Linked DNA regions of Sus scrofa: region 2 is linked to region 1. A link is a contact called in public HiChIP or PLAC-seq data. All regions are on one chromosome and are shown on one strand. Each heading gives the region's core, a stretch centred on a gene start, on an enhancer-like site or on the middle of the called end of the contact. The rest is flanking DNA. Distances are from core to core; before and after follow the strand shown.

Region 1 (5,651 bases), core at 971-3,470:
GATCAACTGTAATTCACTTAAAACAAACAAACAAACAGCTGTATGGGCTTCCCATAAAATTGTATTGGAAATAATTACAGAGTCACCGTCTGGATGATTGACCTGTACAGTTGCTCAAGGCCTTGTGTTTAGAAGGGCCCCGCTCTTGGGAGTTCCCGTGATAGCTCCGTGGAAACGAATCTGACTAGCATCCATGAGGATGCAGGTTTGATCCCTGGCGCTCGCTCAGTGGGTTAAGGATCTGGCGTTACCGTAAGCTGTGGTATAGGTCGCAGATGCGGCTCAGATCTGGCATTGTTGTGGCTGTGGCGTCGGCTGGTAGCTGTAGCTCAGATTCAACCCTTAGCCTGGGAACCTCCATAAGCCTTGGGTGTGGCCCTAAAAAGACAAGAAAGAAAAAAAAAAAAACCGAGAAGGGAGCCACTACTTGATGTGCTGCTCTGCTGACATTGTCTTGAAATCTTGAAGAATTTCTTTTAACAAGGTGTCCCAAACTTTTGTTTTGCGATGGGCCCCACAAATTCCATAGCCAGTCCTGACAGGGAGCTCCATGACCGAATAAGCAAACAGAAAGCAGGTTCAATCCCTTCAGTGTCCAGACGGGGAAACTGCAGCAGCGGCCCAGAAAAAGGAAGGCACTTGCCCACGGTCACACTGCCCTTTGGGGGCCAGAGTGGGCATGAAACCCCCAGCATCCTGACTTGCTCCAGGCTGGCACCCCTCTGTCACTCCCTCACTGGCGCTCATGAGCAAATTTGAGGCCCCAGGAGACCTGCTGGAGGTCACACTGCTGTGACAGCAGTGGTGATGATGGGACAGAGCTACTTTTTTTTTTTTTTTTTTTTTTTTTTTTTTTTTTTGCTATTTCTTGGGCTGCTCCCGCGGCATATGGAGGTTCCCAGGCTAGGGGTCCAATCGGAGCTGTAGCCGCCAGCCTACACCACAGCCACAGCAACTCGGGATCTGAGCCGCGTCTGCGACCTACACCACAGCTCACAGCAACACCAGATCCTCAACCCACTGAGCAAGGGCAGGGACCGAACCCGAAACCTCATGGTTCCTAGTCGGATTCGTTAACCACTGCGCCACGACGGGAACTCCCTTTTTTTCTTTTTTTTTTTTTTTTTTGTCTTTTTAGGGCTGCACCCATGGCATAGGGAGGTTCCCAGGCTAGGGGTTTAATTGGAGCTGTTGCTGCCAGCCTACACCACAGCCACAGCAACACCAGATCTGAGCCACATCTTCGACCTACACCACAGCTCACAGCAACGCCGGATCTTTAACCCACAGAGCAAGGCCAGGGATGGAACCCACCACCTCATGGTTCCTAGTCGGATTCGTGAACCGCTGAGCCACGAGGGGAACTCCAGAGCTACATTTTTGACACTGTAAATCCTTTAAGGAGTGGGAAAGCCAGACCTGCGCATGTACATGAAGAGTCGAAATGGTTCGTTTTCAATATGATCACTCAGTCTTCTCTCATTTGCCCGCCAGTTGTTCCAACGGTTCCTGGGCTGGAACAGAAGGGGCGGGGCTGGCTACTCTTGACCCAGCTAAACCACGTCAGCAGTGAGTTTTACCAACTCACTGGGCACTTCCTCAAATCAGTGGTTGGCCACTCTTGGTGCCAAAAAAACAGACATATGAAAGATTCAATAGCGACTGCTTCCTCCTCTCTGTCCATCTCGGTCCAAGCTTCCCTCAGCTGGGAGTGGGCGGAGCTCCCTAGCCCTGGCCCCGCCCAGCCCACACTTGCCCTGAGACCGGCCCATCTCCTCACTTCCTTGTTTCTTTGTGAAACAGGAACTGAGCAAGCAGCTCTTGAGTGAGGTAGGATGCGTGGTTAAGAAAGCCCCAGTGGTCCTCAGTAAGGCTATGAGGCTAAAAAGCTAATTTCCTTCCCAGCGGGCCAAGCAGTCCCAGGCCCTCCTGCTTGTTGCACCCCCTGTGTCCGAGAATAGCTTGGGCTGAGGGACCCTGCTCTCCACAAGGTGGAGGGGACACACAGGGTATAGGCCACTGAATCAGGCAGCAGAGATTCAGCTGGCACCCAGAGGAGATGTAGAAGCAGGTGCCGAGGCAAGAGGAGAAACACCGGGTGGAATCTGGAGTGAACCAAACTTTCCAGGAGCTGGGCGCCAGGCCAAGGGCACGCGCCCTCTCTCTCTGCGTGTCATCTGGGTAACGCTGGTTACACTTAACACCCACAGGCAAACATGCACAAACATCACAGTCCTCCCTACCGTGCCACCCCTAAACAAGGCCCACATTATCATTGTCACTGCTGGCACTAGAGCTCATTGCTCAAGGTCATGCAGCCAGTAGGTGATGGGTGGCATTATGAGTCCAGTTCTATCTGACTCCATGTCTGGGAGATGTTCTCCTGCTCCTCCTCTCCCCTAGAGACCTAGACAGCTGTCCCCGAGGATGGCTCAGCGACCTTCGTCCTTGTAACCTTGAGACAGAGTCCTGGGAAAGCAGCCTGGTCCCTCCCAGTCTTCCATAGAAAGGCCTTCCGGTGAGTCCTGGGTGTGTTTTTATCTGAGCACCAAAGCCCAGCCTCCTCTTCTGAGGGTAACTGCCACAGCTGTCTGCAGGTGTTGTTTTGTTTTGTTTTGTTTTTAAACCAAGACCTTGTCACCTCCCACCAGCCCCTGCTGCCAGAGGCTCCCCAGGGTTCCCAGAGCTACAGGCTCCGTGTGTACGTCTGCGTGCGTGGGAATGGGTGCTTCCTGCCCTGGCCCCTTGCTCTCCTCTGCTCTTCTCCCAGGTGCACTTTTGCTCTCCTCACCCCCCAACCCTTGCCTAAAATGACCACCAGGAAATCTGGTAATGGGTCAGGCTACCAAGGTGGACTTCACCTTGGAAATGCCCGGGTGTTTTCAAGGGACTATGTGGTCTCTGTTTGAACATTTCTAGAAACAGGAAGATCCCTGCTTACCAGGGCTGAGCTAGTACCATCTGAATATCAAAAATGTCTTCCTTGCACTATTCACAATAGCCAAGACACAGAAACAACCTAAATGTCCAATAACAGATGAATGGATTAAGAAGAGGTGGTATACACACACACACACACACACACACACACATATATATACACACACACACACACACACACACACACACACAATGGAATACTACTCGGCCATAAAAAAAGAACAAAATACTGCTATTTGCAGCAACATGGAGGGAACTAGAGATTCTCATACTAAATGAAGTAAGTCAGAAAGAGAAAGACAAATACCATATGATATCACTTATATGTGGAATCTAAAATATGGCACAGGTGTTCCCATCGTGGCTCAGCAGTAACGAACCTGACTAGCATCCATGAGGATCAATTCCTGGCCTCACTCAGTGGGTTAAGGATCCGGCATTGTCATGAGCTGCAGTGTAGGTCACAGAGGTGGCTCGGATCCTGCATTGCTGTGGCTGTGGTATAGGCCGGCAGCTGCAGCTCCGATTGGACCCCTAGCCTGGGAACTTCCATATGCCGCGGGTGCAGCCCTAAATAAAATAAAATAAAATGTGGCACAAATGAACCTATCTGCAGAACAGAAACAGACTTGCAGACATGGACAGCAGATTTGTGCTTGCCAAGGGGAGGAGGAGGGAATAGGATGGACTGGGAGTTTGGGGTAATAGATGCAAAGCCTTACACTAAGAATGGGGAGTTCCTGTTGTGGCTCAGTGGTTAACGAATCCGACTACGAACCATGAGGTTTCGGGTTCGATCCCTGGCCTTGCCAATGGGTTAAGGATCTGGCGTTGCCATGAGCTGTGGTGTAGGTCGCAGACACAGCTCGGATCTCGAGTTGCTGTGGCTCTGGCATAGGCTGGCGGCTACAGCTCCGATTGGACCCCTAGCCTGGGAACCTCCCTATGCCGCAGGAGCAGCCCAAAAAATGGCAAAAAGACAAAAAAAAAAAAAAAAAAAAAAAAAAAAAGAATGGATAGGCAATATGGTCCTGCTCTAGAGCACAGGGAACTATGTCCAATCACTTATGATGGAACATGATGAAAGATAATATGAGGAAAAAAATATGACTAGGTCACTTTGCTGTACAGCAGAAATGGACAGAACAATGTAAATCAACCATAATAAAGAAATTTTTTAGGAGCTCCTTCGTGACTCAGTGGTTAACGAACCCGACTAGGATCCATGAGGAGGAAGGTTACATCCCTGGCCTCGCTCAGTGGGTTAAGGATCTGGCATTGCCATGAGCTGTGGTGTAGATCGAAGACCTGGTTCAGATCTCGAGTTGCTGTGGCTGTGGCGTAGGTCAGTAGCTGTAGGTCCAATTTGACCCCTAGCCTGGGAACCTCCATATTCCGCAGGTGTGGTTCTAAAAAACGCAAAAAAAAAAAAAAAAAAAAATTTTAAATGTCTTCCTTGGAACGAACCCAAATCTCCCATGGATCTGTTCTCCATCACTTCTGGCCACCCAGAATACATGCCCTTCCCCTCCCTACATGGCAACTGTTTAAAGTCAACTTGCAGCCCTCTGAGCCAGATATTACAGGCGGTGAGTACCAGCCCCCCAAGCTGACAAAGGCTCCCCATAGGTCGCCCCACTGAATCAACCCGAACTCTCCAGCTGTTGTATATATGGTGCCGCTTCCAGATGTCTCCCCATCCTCTTCACTCCCCTCTGCTTCAAGGTGGCCCTGTGCACCCCAGCCAAAGAAGGGGGTCAATTCTCTCACCTCCTCATTCAGGAACTCTGTATCAGAGGCACTTGAGCCTCGTGGTTAATAGCATGGGCCCTGAACCCAGACCAACCCTGTGTTTAAAACTCAGCTCCTGCACTCCCTAGCTGTGTCATCTTACACAGTTTGTTAAACCCCTCTGAGCTTTGGCTTCCTCCCTGGAAAATGAGGCTAATAAGAGTGCCCGCATCATGGGCTTGTTGTAAAGGCCCTCGCCTGCCACGCTGTTATTATTTTCAACTGAATGCGTGTGGGTGCAAGGAGAGGTGAGAATAAGAATCACTTGGGAAGTTTGCAAAATTTAGTTATCGTTTATCCCAACGCTTACTCTCTCAAAGCAAGATGGTAACCGCTCGAAGAGCAAGGGATGCCTTCATACAGGTCTAGGTCCCATCTGTCCCAAATATCCCACCCAGAATCATCTGCCAAATTAGAACCTCTTGCGGGGAGGTGCGGGTGGGGGCTGCCCTATATGAACGCAGCCTACAATGAACTTTGTATCTTTGGGAGTTCCTGTCGTGGCGCAGTGGTAACACCCCGACTAGCATCCATGAGGACACAGCTTCGATCCCTGGCCCTGCTCAGTGCATTACAGATCCGGTGTTGCCATGAGCTGTGGTGTAGGTCGCAGACGTAGCTCAGATCTGGCGTAGCTGTGGCTGTGGCGTAGGCCGGGGGCTACAGTTGCGATTTGACCCCTAGCCTGGGAACCTCCATGTGCCATAGCTGTGACCCTAAAAAGACAAAAAAAAAAAAAAAACCTCTGTATGTTTGGAAGTCCTGGGTCCACCCACTGAAGGTTCAGATAGATCTCACTATCAGTGGAACCCCCGCCCCCGCCTCATTCCCCTCAACACACACACACATGCATACACATGCTGTAATACTGCTGCTAAATCAAGGCTCTCCTGCCCCACTTATACTGAACACATCTTTGC
Region 2 (5,651 bases), core at 1,241-3,740, 270 kb after region 1:
CCGCCAGGGCCCTACCCTCCAGGTTTGCTCATCTCTTTGGCTTCTCTTCGCAGGTTAGTATTTCATGTTGGCGATTTCGCTGCAGGTGCTCTCCTCCTGGGGAGCTTCTGTGCACCTCCCTTGCCTCCCCCGTTAGATTGTGGCTTCAGGGAGGGCACAGGCGATTGTGATGCTCACCCATGAAACTTTGGCATTTTGTACCGTGCTTGGCATGTAGCGGACACTCGATGTACGCTTGCGGAACAAACATATGAAGGAAGGAAGGAAGGAATGAACGAATGAGTGAATGGTACCGATCAGGTGGTACTAGTGAGGTGTTTTCTGGGCTCTAAGTATATATATGTGTACCCTGGGTGGGTGTCACGTGCTCTAGCTTACAGGAGAAACTGGTGCCGTCTATGTGTGTGTTACATCTGTGTGTTTCTGCCTCATCATGTACAATGGGGAGTAGGAGTTCGGGAGAGAGTTCGCTGTGGATGTGCAAACACACTATAGATATACAGTGTGCAGGGTGTGCCCCTGTGTTCCAAGTGTGAGGACGAGTGCGTGAGAGCCTTTGTGTGTCAAAGAGCTGCCCTGGTCAGGCCAGCAGAGCCACAAGCTCAGTCGTCGGTTCCTCCTCCTCGGGCCTGCCTTCGTGAGAATGACAAACCCGAGCTGACACTGGCTACACACCCGCGCTAATGCCGGCTGGCAGAGGCTGGCTGTGGTGAAGTGGGCTGGGGCGGGGCCCAGGGTTCGGCAGGCAGGGGGCTGCCACTGCCAGCCAGCTCCCGCCCCCCCCCCCCCCGCCGAAAACGCAGTCCTATTGCTTCCCAGGAAGAGAGCGCCAGTGGCAGAATATATGTAGCCCATGGGTGCTTGGGGCGAGTCCCCAGGTCCACCTTGCTAGGGGGCGGTGGGAGAGGGGAGGCAGCCCTGCCCCGTCTTGAATGGAACCCTTGGCCTTCCATGCAGAGGACAGGTTTGAAATAGAAAAGGCTAATCCAGTTGCCTCCTTTAAGTATCAGCATGTCTAAGTTTCCCGGTTCGGGACCTGGTTGGTGCAGGTCCCCACCGGCCCGGGATTGTGAGTGTGGTGAGGCTACACCCAACACCCAAGGCTGATCCTAGTTTCTCCTTCTGCCTGAGCTGAGCTCGAGCCTGAAGCTAAGATGAAGAGGAGGGTGGGGTGGGGGGACTAGCTATCTTACTCTCTTGGCCAAAGCTAAGAACCCCCCCCATGGAACCTTCCAGTCCAGAAAGTTTCACCCTTCCCCCTTCAGATGTTTGAGGATTTGAAAGTGAGAGGTGGGGAGAGGCTCATTTGCATGTTCACTCACTCTCCCCCATGTCCCTCAAAATAACCTCCCTCTCCCAGGAACCTGAAACCCAAGAAGCCACCCGCACAGAAGGCCCGCCCTGCTGGAGGCTGGAGAGGCCCGCACAGGGGCTCCCCTCCCTGGCACCCGGACAGACGCCCTGGGACACCGATTCAGTGGCCTAGAGCCCTGGACACAGCCTTCTGGGTGAGCGGAGGGCTAGGGGAGGCCCACGAGGACGCTGGGCTCAAGGAATCGGGCACCGGGAGCCTTGGTGACTGGTGGTGCTGGCTTCCCCCCACCCCACCCCACCACTGCAGAGCTCGCAGCTGGCTCCAGTCAAAGTCCACTCCCAGGGTGGCAAGAGCTCCACTCCCTTTGAGGCCGCTGCAGTACCCCTGGCTCCCAGGGCCTGTCTGACTTGGGCTGAAAGCATAGCCTCTGTGAGAGCGTATGGCCCTGACTACCGTCTGTGAGCGTGTCTGTGTGTGTGTGTGTGTGTGTGTGTGTGTGTGTGTGTGTGTGTGTGTGTGTGTGTGCGTGCCACAGGAGGGAGCAAGTAAGTGAGGGCGCCCACACCCCCGGCCTACAAATGCACACCTCTGCTTCTCTGTGGTTGTGACTGCATTTCAAAACCCAAATAGCAAAATAGAAGTGGTTTGGGCTGTTCCTGCGTCACCACAGCTGGGCCCCCTTCAGCCGTGGACCCTTTCTGGGGCTGTCACTGGAACACGTCAAGCGGTATCCAGCACCCACCCATTTGGGCCTCCTCTACAGGAAGCAGCCCCTACGTGAAAGCCACGTCCACAGTCTCCGTGGAGCGAGCTTAGATCTACACCCGTTCAGCTGAGCCAATGGCTCTCACACAATCGCTAATCACACCCGTGGCATTTTCACACACGCCAGCAAACATGGGGGCCAGATGGTCAGCCGGGCCCACAAAGCAGAGTTCTCCAGTTCCTCGTCCCCTCCGAGCCAGCTCTCACTCCTGAAATACTCCGTCCTCCCTGAAACCTTTCTGGAATTCTCTGGAAAGGAAGTGACAATTTCCTTCATGCAATTTCCCACTCCCTCAACACCCCTCCCCCCACAACCACAAACAAAATGGAAACTACCCCAGGAACAGCTGTACCCTCTACTTAAAAACAGCCCCTCCTCCGGCTAATAGTCATCAGTAGCACATTTGCACGCTGTACCATGTGACCAGTGGCGCGTATTTAAGAGACAGAGGGCCAGACTCAGGGACCCAGTCTGCAGCCCTGGACAGGGCAGAAGTAACCCAGCAGGGAGTGTGGGACTCCCCTGCAACCTTGGCCCAATTAGGGCTGGACTCCAATCAGCCAACTGAACCGCCCTCGCTGAGCAAATGCCTAGCAAAGGGGCCCTGGCCACAGCTATTTTGTCAACTTCTTCTCTATTCCTGCCTTTCCATTACCCCCTCCATTTGAGACAAAATCAGGAAGAGGGAGGGAAAAAAATAAAGGTTTTGCAAGCTCTGTTGGTTGGGGTTTCTCTGAGCTTATTTACAAGAAACCCAGTTTCCTTCCTTGGCCTTCGGTCACTGCCTGATTCCAGCGTAAGGTCTGTCACGGCTCTGATGGTGGGGCAGGCCCAGGGCTCTTCTCCAAGTGGCCCCGCCCCGCCACCTCTTAGCTGCAGTCCTGCCTCTACCTTCCCAGGCGCAGAGCCGGCCCAGTGGAGGGGCGGTTAGGGCTGCAGGAGGTGGCGGGCCACAGGCACAGAGATGTCCCCTCCTCTTTCTCCAAGAGACCCATCAGCCCACCCATGGTGCTGGGGTGTGGGGAGGAGAAGGGAAGCCCTCTCTTGGCTGCATCCCAACAAGATGTGTGACCCCGGAGAAAGTCAGCCATCTTCTGGGCTGAGGTTTCCGTCACCCTTAAAGTGGGTGAGGGCCGAGGGGAATCCAGGCCCAGCAGATGCTCACCAGGGAGTCGCGGGTGAACGAAGATGGTGGCAGGAAAGTGCTTTGAAAATTAAAATGCACTCATTCAGATGATGGGTTCCGGGTGACCTCCCAGAGAGCAGTGGGGGCTGGGGACCCCATTAAAGCCCCAGATGCGCCCCGCCCCCGTGGTTCCAGAACATAGACAGGGTGGGCTGCAGGCTTCCAATTGTGGCCTTGGAAGGGGCTGGCTCCTCTCCCGGGTTGGAGGCCCTGCAGGGAGGGGCAGGCAGTGTGGTTGGAGGAGTGCTCCCAGTCCCCGGCCTCGCCACCTCCACCCCACCCCGGCCCTTTGGGTTGTGGTTATGTGGCAAGAAGAGCACGACAGAAGCCCCAGTAGGGGATGAGGGGTGGGGGAAAGGTTATGACAAAGGGAACTTATTTCCCCAGCTGCCCTAACTCCCAGGGCCCTGGCCTGAGAAAGCCAAAAGAGCGCCCCCTGGAGGTGCCTGTAGCCACCACACCCTCATCTGGGGCTCCAGGGACCAGGGGGAGGCAGTGGGGCACTAAGCTCTTCTGGGAAGCCAAGAACAAGTCAGTGACGGGGAGAACACGCTGCAGGACAGCAGGCAAAGCCAAGTCCAGGGCAGCCACCGAACCCAGCGGGGTGGGCTGCCAGCTACAACCTAGGGAGAAGATCCCCAGAAGGTCCTGCAGACCAAAAGGGCACGGGCTTCCCAGGGAGAAGATCCAGCTTTGCCTTGGGCTCTTCCTCTGTGAAATGGGGACATCCTCTCTAGCTCAAGGGGTTGTCGTGAAAGGCCAGTGAGTTAATGTAGGTGAAAGCTCTTGGTTAGGTCCCAAGCGTGTTTTTAGATTTCCTGGTCAGATTTGTGTCTTTTTGGCTGAGGTCACAAATTAAGCATTCAGGATATCTTTACTAGATGGACAGGAAGAAAGGGAAATGGAGGTGGTGCGACGAAACGGAGGTGGGGGGGACATAGGCAATAATTATCAAACTTACGGTAGAGAAGAGGAAACCAGCTTGACCATGGGGAGAGGGTGGGACTGCCCTCGGGGGCAGGGAGATCAGGGGGATAAGCTCAGAGACCAGGTGTCGGATTTTGAACCTCATATGGAAGCAACCGGGAGTTACTGTTGCTTCTTGAGCAAGGGAGGGGCATAAAGCACGCAGTTCTTTAGGAAGATGAGTTTGGTCTGCGTGTTCACATGAAGGAGATGGGAGGGGACCAGGTGGGGCAGCTAGAACCAAGGAGGCGACTCCTAGAGCCACCCTGAAGGAATAAAATGACAGAGTACGGGGTCACACAGTAGTTGGAGAGACGCCAAGATGTCAGCCTGTTCTTGCTGAAAGAATGGTACAAGATAGAGAATGATTGGGGTGGGAAATAGGGCAAGAAGATGAGCTCAGCTTGGACATTTTGAAGTTGGGATTATCTTAAAAACCCAAGATTAATGGTGGAAAACAGAGCCCAGAGAGTCATTTTGCTAGACATGCGCACACAGAAGGGGCCTCGACAGGCCTTCAGAGGCCTGAGAAGCAGGCCTGGCTGGGTGAGGCTGACATTCTGGACACTGTGGCAGAAAGCTGCACGTGCTGAATGAAAGATGCTTCGGATGGCACCGCCCCTGCCCCCACCCCATCCCAGGAAGGCCTGCCTGTTTCCACGGGGGAGTGGAGCCGGGAGGGAACAGACACACTGACCAGAAACTAATTAGATTCATTAGTGGGGTTTTTAGAAGCTGGGGCAATCTGTGACTGGGCACCAACAGGATATTAAGTCAGATAACTTTTATTGAAGGGACAGTGTTCTTTGTCGAGGCCCCTGCCAGCATGTGTCCTAGAAACCAATGTAGAGGCTCCCTGCTTGGATCTGGGGCTCCCCCAGGAGCGGCAGGGGGGCTGTGCTGGGTTTGAGACCCGAAGGGCTCTAGGTGCCCCTCCCAAATGTCCCCTTCCCCTACCGGCCACTTCCCCGGCGAGCAAAAGCAAGGGGCAGCCCAGCGTTCCGTGCACAGAGAGGCAGGTGCGAGAAAGGATGAGGTGGAAAGAGCCTATGGGGCCTGGTGAGCGAGGGTGGACAGGAGGGCAGCTTCAGTCCCTGAAGTCACCATGAGCTCCCAGGAATCCCCTTCCCCCTCCGCCACGAGTCCCAAAGGCTTTCCTTGCCTCAGTCTCGCGGAGAGCAAAGTTAAAAGGGACCTGAGAGATCATCGCATCCACCCTCCCTGTCATCCTCCCTGTCGCCAACCGAGTTCTCGAGGAAGGAGAAGTGACTTGATCAAGGTCACGCAGCTAGTGGCCGTGAGACCCAGGCGACTTTCTGCCCCCTCCTCATTTTCCCTCAGCAGCCTCGAAAATGTCAAGCCTTCAGAATGAACTTCTTGCAGAACAGATACTGACTCACAGACTTTGAAAAACATGG

The links. HiChIP or PLAC-seq counts read pairs in DNA pulled down with a chosen protein or histone mark.
Region 2: a contact with region 1 is called in an H3K27ac HiChIP or PLAC-seq map of alveolar macrophages. The contact joins two enhancer-like sites. A contact is called at or near these places in 1 of 5 promoter capture datasets (fetal skeletal muscle) and 1 of 2 datasets of contacts at active chromatin or transcription factors (alveolar macrophages).

The regions. Positions count from the first base shown.
Region 1 is chrX:106,364,626-106,370,276 of Sscrofa11.1, forward strand. No RefSeq gene overlaps it. Among named protein-coding and RNA genes, the nearest start is that of SASH3, 6.4 kb to the right of the region's middle. Within about 2 kb of position 2,221, at least 18 of the 83 cell types and tissues checked have an H3K27ac peak or open chromatin away from gene starts, as enhancers often do. A contact at or near this core is called in alveolar macrophages, where this site is marked.
Region 2 is chrX:106,635,986-106,641,636 of Sscrofa11.1, forward strand. The region is part of intron 1 of ELF4 (ETS-related transcription factor Elf-4); the gene reads right to left. Among named protein-coding and RNA genes, the nearest start is that of ELF4, 23 kb to the right of the region's middle. Within about 2 kb of position 2,491, at least 29 of the 83 cell types and tissues checked have an H3K27ac peak or open chromatin away from gene starts, as enhancers often do. A contact at or near this core is called in alveolar macrophages, where this site is marked.